Linked DNA regions of Sus scrofa: all the other regions are linked to region 2. The links are chromatin contacts, called in public Hi-C maps. All regions are on one chromosome and are shown on one strand. The core of a region is the stretch at or near the end of the contact, and the rest is flanking DNA. Distances in the headings are between cores, read along the strand shown.

The links. Hi-C and Micro-C count contacts between places; a contact is called where the count stands out from the background.
Region 1: a contact with region 2 is called in a Hi-C map of retroperitoneal adipose tissue, with 2.1 times the contacts expected there. The contact joins the enhancer-like site here to the promoter of SHAS2 in region 2. A contact is called at or near these places in 12 of 47 Hi-C or Micro-C datasets (adipocytes, alveolar macrophages, embryonic fibroblasts and 7 more) and 2 of 2 datasets of contacts at active chromatin or transcription factors (alveolar macrophages and skeletal muscle).
Region 3: a Hi-C map of embryonic fibroblasts shows a contact between it and region 2, with 7 times the contacts expected there. The contact joins the enhancer-like site here to the promoter of SHAS2 in region 2. A contact is called at or near these places in 8 of 47 Hi-C or Micro-C datasets (embryonic fibroblasts, heart right ventricle, retroperitoneal adipose tissue and 2 more).

Annotation. Positions count from the first base shown.
Region 1 is chr4:17,913,975-17,916,980 of Sscrofa11.1, reverse strand. No RefSeq gene overlaps it. Among named protein-coding and RNA genes, the nearest start is that of SHAS2, 330 kb to the right of the region's middle. Within about 2 kb of position 1,705, at least 15 of the 83 cell types and tissues checked have an H3K27ac peak or open chromatin away from gene starts, as enhancers often do. A contact at or near this core is called in fetal skeletal muscle and retroperitoneal adipose tissue, where this site is marked.
Region 2 is chr4:17,581,402-17,584,497 of Sscrofa11.1, reverse strand. SHAS2 (hyaluronan synthase 2) reads right to left here and starts at 1,344. Exons shown (of 4, transcript NM_214053.1): 1 at 775-1,344. It overlaps LOC106509979 (a long non-coding RNA gene), which reads left to right. Exons shown (of 2, transcript XR_001308039.2): 1 at 1-268; 2 at 418-1,138.
Region 3 is chr4:17,123,238-17,126,219 of Sscrofa11.1, reverse strand. No RefSeq gene overlaps it. Among named protein-coding and RNA genes, the nearest start is that of SHAS2, 460 kb to the left of the region's middle. Within about 2 kb of position 1,394, at least 1 of the 83 cell types and tissues checked has an H3K27ac peak or open chromatin away from gene starts, as enhancers often do.

The DNA of each region.
Region 1 (3,006 bases), core at 456-2,955, 330 kb before region 2:
CTTCAGTTCCTCAGCAAGTAGCTCGTCCTTCAATAGCGCAAATTTCCCATCTCCTCTAGTGGGTCAGAGCTTTTCGTTGCCATGGGAATCCCTAAACAAGGGGTAAATATGTCGACAATAGCCATAGACAATTTTATTTTTCATCCTTTTTTTTTTTTTTTTTGGTGCATGGCAGTCTCAGAGCACTCCATCTGCAGCCTGATGTTGCTCACTGGCCTGTTAAGTCTGGGCAGCACAAGCTATCCATTATTGCTAAATGGTATCACAGCACGTAGCTCTGTTCACACACTGTGGTGCATTGTAAAGGTCCCTGCTCCATGGAGAGGAGGAGAAAAAAAAAAACCCTCTTTTTTCCCCTCCCTCTTTTTCCTTGCTCCCCTTCCAAGTGCAGCTGAATCTTCAAATGTGGGTAACTCCCAAGTCTGTCTGTATCAGGCTAGAAGACATTCACAGTGATTCAACATGGAGAGAGTCGGTTTAATTTGGGGCAAAGAAGAACTGGATTTATTAGATTTATTCTTTGGCGCTCAAAGGTAGATGTTTGAGGTGACTAGGTTATATTTAAAATAAATTGATTGATTAAAAGATATTCTTTTAAATGGAGTCTGTGTTAGAATTAAGGACAGGAGTAGCAATGCCCAGTGCCTTAACTGAGGGTGTATCAGGACAGACCAGTTTATAAGAAATAGCTGTAAGCCATTCTGAAGCCCACTAGCCGAGGATGTAAATTATGCAGAGAATGTGGCTGTATTACCAATAGCAAGTTACCTTCTTATCTCTGCCTTGGTTTCCTCAGTTGTACTCATCCTTTACTATGTATCTAGTAGGTGTTAGGCCCTCTTCTGGATATAATTATTAATAAAGATGACTTGCACTTGAAATGCTTACACTCAAGGGAAATTTTACCCCTGAGAATTAGACCTGATCCAAGGGGGAACTAAGGTTGCTATGACAGTAACACAGATTACTCACAATTAGATCCCTCCTTTTCTCCAGTTCCCCCTCCTAATGTTAAATGAAGGAAGAGCTCCCTCACAGAATGACTGGGAGGAGAAACAGGGCTTTGGACCCAAGGTCAGCATCCAAGTCAGATGATTCACAGAAGCGCTAAGTGTGGACCTGCCTGTGTGTGGCACGTGAAAGACCAAGACATTTGTGCTCACCAAATGAAAACACAGATGGAAGGATAGAGGTGTCAACAAATAAAATGGGTGGAGCACTTTGAGGATTCTTGGTGGATGTATTTAAAGTAGAAAAATGTTGAACACTCCCTGCACCATAGAATACCGAACCTGCATATAAAAGAAAAAACAGTCCACATGCAGTCTTTAATTTTAGCTTCATCTCCCAAATTTTATCTGTCACTGAGACAAAATGTCTTTTATCACTCTCAACATTAGAATACTTAAATCACAGCACATCAAATATCCATTTTTAGGGTGGTAAAAAATCATGTGTAAATTATTAGGAAGGAGAAAGGAAATGAAGTAATCAGCTGTCCGGTTTCTGGGAGGGGTGTTCCAAATGCCATTCCTGTAGAGAACTGTTGACCTTTCCTTGAAACTTTCATTGACAAGTTGGGTTCCCAGCACATGGGAAATTCCCGCCTCCATCTGAGATTTCCCGGAGGACATATCCCTGAGAGCTTCAGAGACATAAAACTCAGATGAGCGGATGGCTTGTGAGGCACAATCATCCAGCCATTGGGGATGCTCCTCTGATGATGTTGGCCAGCGTTGGCTTCTTCCCCAAAAGGCCTGAGGGTGTCTCCTTAACTGGAAACACACTTTGCAGTTATAGACCTTTCCCCAAATGGTTCTTGTTTTGTGATTCAGCATGTGACTCACTCAGTTAATAACAACTTCTCTTCTGTCCCAGACACCCCCTGGGAAATTTGGATCTCTTCTGATTTGGGGAGGAATCCTTGGGTCATTCACCAAGGCTGCAGGTTTGAAGGTTACTTGTCAGTGAAGCAGAGATAAGGGAGACTGGCTGTTAACCTACTGAACTGCCGAGGAGCTAGTAGTATAGCAGTAGAAAATGAGGTCTTGGCATCAGAAGATGCTTGTCTTATAGACAATGTTGAAATGCTTGCAGAAGAACTTATCTAATGAAAATGAGCATGTGTGATTGTTCAGAGTGGGAAAATCCATTCATAGGTCACACACTTTGCCCCCCAGCATCCACTCCACACTGTCTTTGTTAGGTAGTAACCATAGACCTGAGGTAGGACTCACCTCTAGTTCTGGGGGTGGGTCTTAAGTGCCTAATCTAATCCCCCTCTATTATGCTGCAATGATCAGATTAGGAATGGACACTTAACCAGGCTTAAATTAATCAGGACAACTTTCTTTGTCCTGGGAAACCTAGATCATTTTCAACAGGGTGAAGCTGGCAGGTGTTCCATGGGTTGAGGAAAGATACTATTTTTTATTTTCTGGATACAAGAAAGCATATGTGTGGCTCTAGAAACTGGAGACAGCCATCCTGTGACTACCTGGGAAGCTCGGCCTTAGGACAAGCTCACAGGAAGAAAAGGGAGCTGGAAAGAAACTGGTAATAGCAACAAGCTCCTGGATGAAACCAAAGGGCATTCTTCTGCTCTACTTTTTATATTAGCTGAAATAGTTCTTTTATTACTTAAACTACTTTGAGTTGGATTTCCTATTACTACTGACAGAAAGAATGCCTACTGATGTAATTAATTAATTGCTCATTCAGTCGCTTATTCTATAAATAGTTATCAGCTGTCAACTATATGCAAGGCATAAAGACGAAGGTAATCCTTTCCTTCCAGGAGGACAGAGTATGTCAGAAAGGCAGACAAACAAGTGGAAAGTAAATGTATAGCCTGGCAAGTGCTAAATTCAGGCAAATGTATATGCGGTATTGTTGGAAGAAGGAAGAAGGAACTCCCAAATTTGCCTTTGAAGGCAGTGAGGGGAGCTCTGGGGTGGAGATGGCATGGGAAATAACTGTTAGGATGAGATCTGGAAATAAGGCAGG
Region 2 (3,096 bases), core at 95-2,594:
GAGCCAAGAGCAGGGATGCGCGCCCTCCCTCCCGCTCGGGTCTCCAAGAGCAGGGACCCCTGGCCACAGTAAGGCTTCCGGAGCTGGGCTGAGCCGGGACAGACCCAGCTGACACTTTAATGGGGTGCAAGGAGTGCAAAGAAGGGGAGGCCAGGGAAAGAAGAGGAGTGGCGGAGCGAGGCCGGTAGCTGCAAGGAGGTGGCGAAGGACCCTCCTTCCCTGGGGCCGGAGTTGGGACCCCGGATCGCCTTAACCCTTTGCATTCCAAGTAAGAAAGGGGCTTCCCAAAGAGAAGGAAAACTCTCTAGGCTGTCCAGGGTTTTCCTCCCCACTCTGTGTATGGGGGGGGGGGAAGAATAATGATGGGATTGGAAGGGGTAAGGGGGCGGCTGTGTGGAATGCATTTTCTTTTCACAGTGGAAATTCTTGTCTCCCAACGCGTGAGCCTCTCTGCAGCTCCGGAAGATGTGGGATGGAAAAGTACATCCCGGGCCGGGCAGCCTTTCCCAGGCAAAGAAGTTACCTGTGTTCCCAGAAAGGCAACGGATTTCTGGCGAGCGCGCAGGGCTGGGAGAAGACAGCGGCTATGTTGCTAAGGCTGACAGCGATGTGAAATGTCGTCTGGTTTTCAGGGTGATGGAAATTTTCAGACCTCAAACTTTTCTGTCGAAAGCTGACTTAAATGTTTTTAACACTTATGTGAATAATGTCCTCCCTGTCCCTGGCCTGTTCGAGGACCCTCAGCGTTCACCGAATCGCGCCAGTGCAACGTACCTTGTTCAGTTCTTGGTCATAAAGTTGTCCTCAGCCTGTCTGTGTGGTCCCGGAGGGTCGGTGGCGGGCAGTTTCCAAAACTGAGGTAATAGGAGATCAGATGAATTTGAGGCGACCGGCCAAAAAAAATAAAAAATTTAAAAACAACATTTAAAATGAATAGGGGAATCTTAAATCTTTAGGTTCCCCCCAATTAAAAAAAAAATCACTGGTATGTTTTCTTAATATTTCCGTTGCACTTCAATCTTCTAACTCTTAAAAGAAAATTTTGTCTGTGCTTTAAAAATAAATGAACTTTATTTTTTGCTCTTGTTCCCCTCTTCTAATATCGGAAAGTCTTTTTTGTATTAAAAAAAAAAAAAAAGCAGAAGAAAGAGGGGGAAAAAAAAGGCCTGGTGAAAACTCAGCAGAACCCAGGAAGCGTAGAATCGAGAGAAAGTCTTTGGCTGGGGCTGGTTCAAGTCCCTGGTTCAATGGGCTGCTGGAAGCCAGGACTGGGTAATTCTTTCCAGACGTCTTGACTTCTCCTTCCTCGCGGTTGTTGCCTTTCTGCCTCCTCTAACTTAAGGGGGTCTTAACAAGTGAGCTGGTGGGTGTTTTAATAGGGCGGAGGAGGGAGTGGGGGGTGAGGGGAGTGGAGAAGGGAGGTGCGGACTGGGGAACCCGGAGGGGAGGGAACTGGGAGCGCGGGCGGCCGGGCGGGCGGGAGGCGGGGAGGGGGAGAGGGAGAGAGAAATTGGCCATTCAAAGCTCTCTCTGAGCTAGAGGCCGCTTCTGAACTCCAATGAATTCAATTAACTTGATTGCTAACGTGTGCAGAGAAGTGCACGCATGCTGGCCACCACCTGATTACCCCCTTCCTCCCGCGGTGCAGCCGGGAGGCCAAGCTTTGTAGACATCCCTGACTCGTCCGAGTTACAAGGATTCCCTCTTCGCGATGAACTGCCAGTACTATTTAAATAATTTGCTTTAAGACCAAATGGTGCCCTTAGGCTGTGTGTGTGTGTGTGTGTGTGTGTGTGTACACCTGGAGCCTCCGAAAAGTCGGCTGAAACTGAAAAAAAATCAGCAACTGGTCTCTCACTTGTTAACCCTTTCTTCCCGCCAACTCGAAAGTTTTGGAGCTGATGGCACATGTCAAAAGTCCCCTTTACTCAGAAGTTTTTTGCTTAACCTGATCCTCTAACATAAAAATATTCAAATAGCGAGCATTATAAAATATAACAAAATAAAAATCATCCTCTAGAGAACTCCAAAATAGCGCGCTCAAGAAAAGCAATTTCTAAGGGAATGGATTAAGTGGCTTCGGCTTCTTGCGAGCCTTTTAAGAAGATAACGAGTCAAAATACTTGTTGCTTCATGATGGCCCGTTCTCATCTTTCTTCCCTTGTTAGTTTTCTCTGTTCCTTTTCCCCCTTTTTCTTTGGTCCTTGCCAACAAGCCTCCCGATGACTTCAAATGGACAGTAGGTGGCACTGTTTAGGAAAAAATGAAAGAGCTTACAAATTAACTATTTCGGCTTTTGGAGATTCTGCCAAAGTTAGGATGAAAGAAATTTCCTTTCTTTTCTTTTCTTTTCTTTTCTTTTCTTTTCTTTTCTTTTCTTTTCTTTTCTTTTCTTTTCTTTTCTTTTCTCTTTTTCTTTCCCTTCCAAGCTTCCTCTGAGGTGTGGCCTTCCTTCGAACTCGACTAGGCCTTGAAAACTGGGTTCTTACTCCTTATCATGTATCTTGTACAATAAGAAACAAGTCAAAACAGAAACGTCAGTAAACTGGGAGCGATGCTTTTCAACACGTTGCACAGAAAGCGGTGTTAGGGGCTGCGATTCGAGGTCAAGAATTTTACTGCAATATCAGGCGTCAGCCAACCCAGCCCCCAGGGGCCGACCTGCAAAGTACCATGCATTTCTGTCTCCCCATCGCCCCCCCCCCCACAGCGGTTACACCTCTGGGAAGTATTACCTTGGCCTGATGACTTCACACCGCTCTGGGGAAACCCACTTACTCATTTTCTCCTTGAAGCCTTCAGCCTTTGTTTGAACCCTGCCTTAGGTGGTCAACTCTTGAGAAAATGGCTTAAATTTCAGAGTCTGGTTTCATCCAACTGAATCAGATTCCTGCTTCTTGATTTTCAGTGGTATGACGGTTTTTAAATGCTACGTCATAACTTAAAATATATTACCTAACGTGTGAATTAAACTAAATGTGGACAAGGGTGGAAATGGGGGTATATCAAGTGCCTAGCTGTGGGACCTCTCAGGGACACTTAACCTCAGCTCTAAATTTCTAGGAATACTGTATGTAATGCAGGATTGCCTTTTTG
Region 3 (2,982 bases), core at 145-2,644, 460 kb after region 2:
AAAAAGAGATAATGAGACTTTAAAAGAATATCCTTGGATTGAAAGGAAGTATCCAAGAGTGAAACAAACATTGAACTATGGGTGTTTCCTGAGACTGGAATCCAGTCATTATCGAAGGGGGTATGATTGCAGCCCACTGAAGAGTAGAGACGTCTTTTGTATTACTCCCTGGCAAAAAAATTTTCCACAGCTTGCACAGGAACGCTTGTGGGATGAGGTTGGTGGGCAAGGAAGTATGGGCTGAGAATGGCATCTTGGAAATTCCCCACTAAAGTACCAGAAGGCAACATTTGGTGGGCAGGAAACTCCTTTCTAAGGCGCTGAAGAAATTCACTGTGAATTGGTTGGGGGGGTTGACTTTGAAGTTGCTGGAAAGGTAGATAGAGCACAAACTGTATTCAGCAGAAAGCCACTGGGAAGCAGTGAGCTGAGGAGAAAGGAGGGTATATTAAGCACTTTGTGAAGCTGGCTAGGGAACTTGCAGAATCAGGAAACTGACCTTGCGAGAACACTGCTCATCATGGTGAAGCCTGCGGGACCATTCATGGAATTCAGTGGGAATCTACCCACATTGGTTGCTGCTAAACTTGCCAGGAAATTGGATGGAGAACCCATGGAACTTGTCCAGATATTGCTCTTGGGGAGAGCCATTGGACTTGCCTCAGGGAGATCGGGTGGGCATCTGTGGAGCCCTCCACTGTGTAGAGCAGATGAAGCCTGCTGGGGCTACAGATCTTGTTAGGAAGCTGCCTATAAGTGGTACTGCTGACCCACCCAGAAAACCAACTGGGCTGCAAAACCAACTGTGAGAGTGCTATCAAAATTTACTAGGAGTCCACTTTCCCTAGGGTCAGCTTCAGGAAGAAAGAAATCACTTTTGAACCAGGATGAAAAACTTCATTCTCTTAGAGTGTCACTCCAGTGCCCTCTGCTGTCAAAACTTTTTTTTTTTTTTTTTTTAAGTTCCAGTACCACAAACAGGGCAATTTGGTGAATTTAGAGCCAAGAGGTAAGAAATTAATAAATGGTACAGTCTGTTCTTTGAGCTCAATCCCCAAAGCAGGACCAAATCAGTCCCAAATCTCACCTTTGTGAACTGATCTCCTGAGACCAATTCTGTTATCATTTAAGGCCCAGTCAGGAGATGGAAACCACACAATAACATGAAAGAATTATGAACTATTTTCAAGGAATTGATTGCTGAAAGTGAATAGAAGAAAACTCTAAAGAATCATCCAATGCTGAGAGATAATACCCCAGGAAGACATAAGCGTTGAAGGGGAAAATCCTCCCCAAGCTTGAGATTCAGATTTTGTTGGAGTGTGTGGGGTTCCAGCACATACATTTGTTGAACTGTGCTTGGTCAGAGCTGGTACACAGTCAGTGGGCTAAAGCAGGTGGGTTAAAAACTACAAGCTTGGGCTGACAAGCTAAAAATCTGCCCCTGGAACACTGGTGATTTCAGGATGGTAGTTGGAGAACTGTAGGCCAGGAGTGGTTGGCAGTGATTTTTTTTTCCCAAAAAGCATAGGAGCAAGCTGAGGTGGGTGGGCAGGAAATCCACCAGGAAGCTGTCAAGCTGTCAGTCAGGTGAGTTGAAGAACTCACAGGGGATTTGGCTGGGTACCAGCTGGACTCACCAGAAAGTCACTGGGAAGACGCCAGCAGAGGGGAGGGTGCTGTGAAACTTCTGGGCAGCTGCCTGGAGCTGCCACAGAAGGATCAAAAGAGGCGTCTGTGGGGGCACTTTTATGCAGGAGGCTCTTGGTGAAGATACCTGCAGAATGCCACTGACATTTACAGGAATGGGCTCCATCCAGGGTCCACCACCACTGGAACAAAAGGAAGCAAAGCATACCAGAACCAGGAAGAGAGCCCCCTTATTTCTCTAGTGTTCTTTCAAGGGGGAAAAATGCTCTTGTATCACACGGAACAAGAAAGGAGAATTTGGAGTTGAGAAGCAATGGATGGATGACTGGAATCCTGGGTCCCCATGTGAGGTCTTCTCGGTGTCCCTTTCCATTGATAACCTGGGCCCTGGATGTATCCCTGCCCCTGTTCTGCACATAAACTTTCTGTTCCCTTCCTTCATCCTTGTCCTGGGGGTGAGAAAATTAGCTTCTCTTCTTCCATCTGCTTCAGGATGATTCAGAAGCTGCAAAGACCTCTCTCCCTGCAGCAGCACTCTGCCTCTCCACCAGTCCTGCCTCAAGTGGAGGCTTGCTCAGTTCTCCATCCTTGCCTCAGTTCTTCTTGGGAGATCCTCAGTGAGGTCCCTGAAACAGGCTTTGAGTGGGCAGGGATCTGCCTTGTGTCTGTGCAGCTCAGGACTTCCTTACTCTCACACTAGTCCACCAGCTGCCATAAGAATTCTGTCAAAACTTTAGCTCAATTCTTCCCACTCTCTGGCACATCATTCCAAATCTAGCAGCTATTCTGATGAGCAAGTCCAATCTCTCCTTAGTGAAGCCTGCCTTGCCTTCAATTTCGGTTAGTTGATTTCACCGTGACTCACCTTTAGATGAATTCAAGAAAAATTGTGATTTTCAAGGTTTTTAATATACAAACTGCTAAGTTTTTGATGAATAATGTATATTAAAAACATAATAAACTTTGCTTTTCTTTTTTAAATAAAATATGGTTCAAGTTTTTCTATAATTTAGCACTGTAGTAAATGGATAACCATGAAGTTTTGCTCTCCATTGCAAAATACAGTCAGGTCTTCCAACATCCTTCACCTTAAATAATGTCCTCTAACTGGTCTCCCTCATCCATTGTTACCTCTCCGACCAATTGATTTCGTTTTGTCCTATCTGGTAGTTCCATAAAGGAAATGTGAACCTCAACTTCTTCAAAGTTTTTCATAATAATTAAAGTCCAAAGTCTAAAACTAGTTCTACAATTCCCTAAATGATCTAACTTTTATATTCCAGATTTATTCTTCACAAGCACTGACACTTTTTTTTCCATTGTTTGAAAATA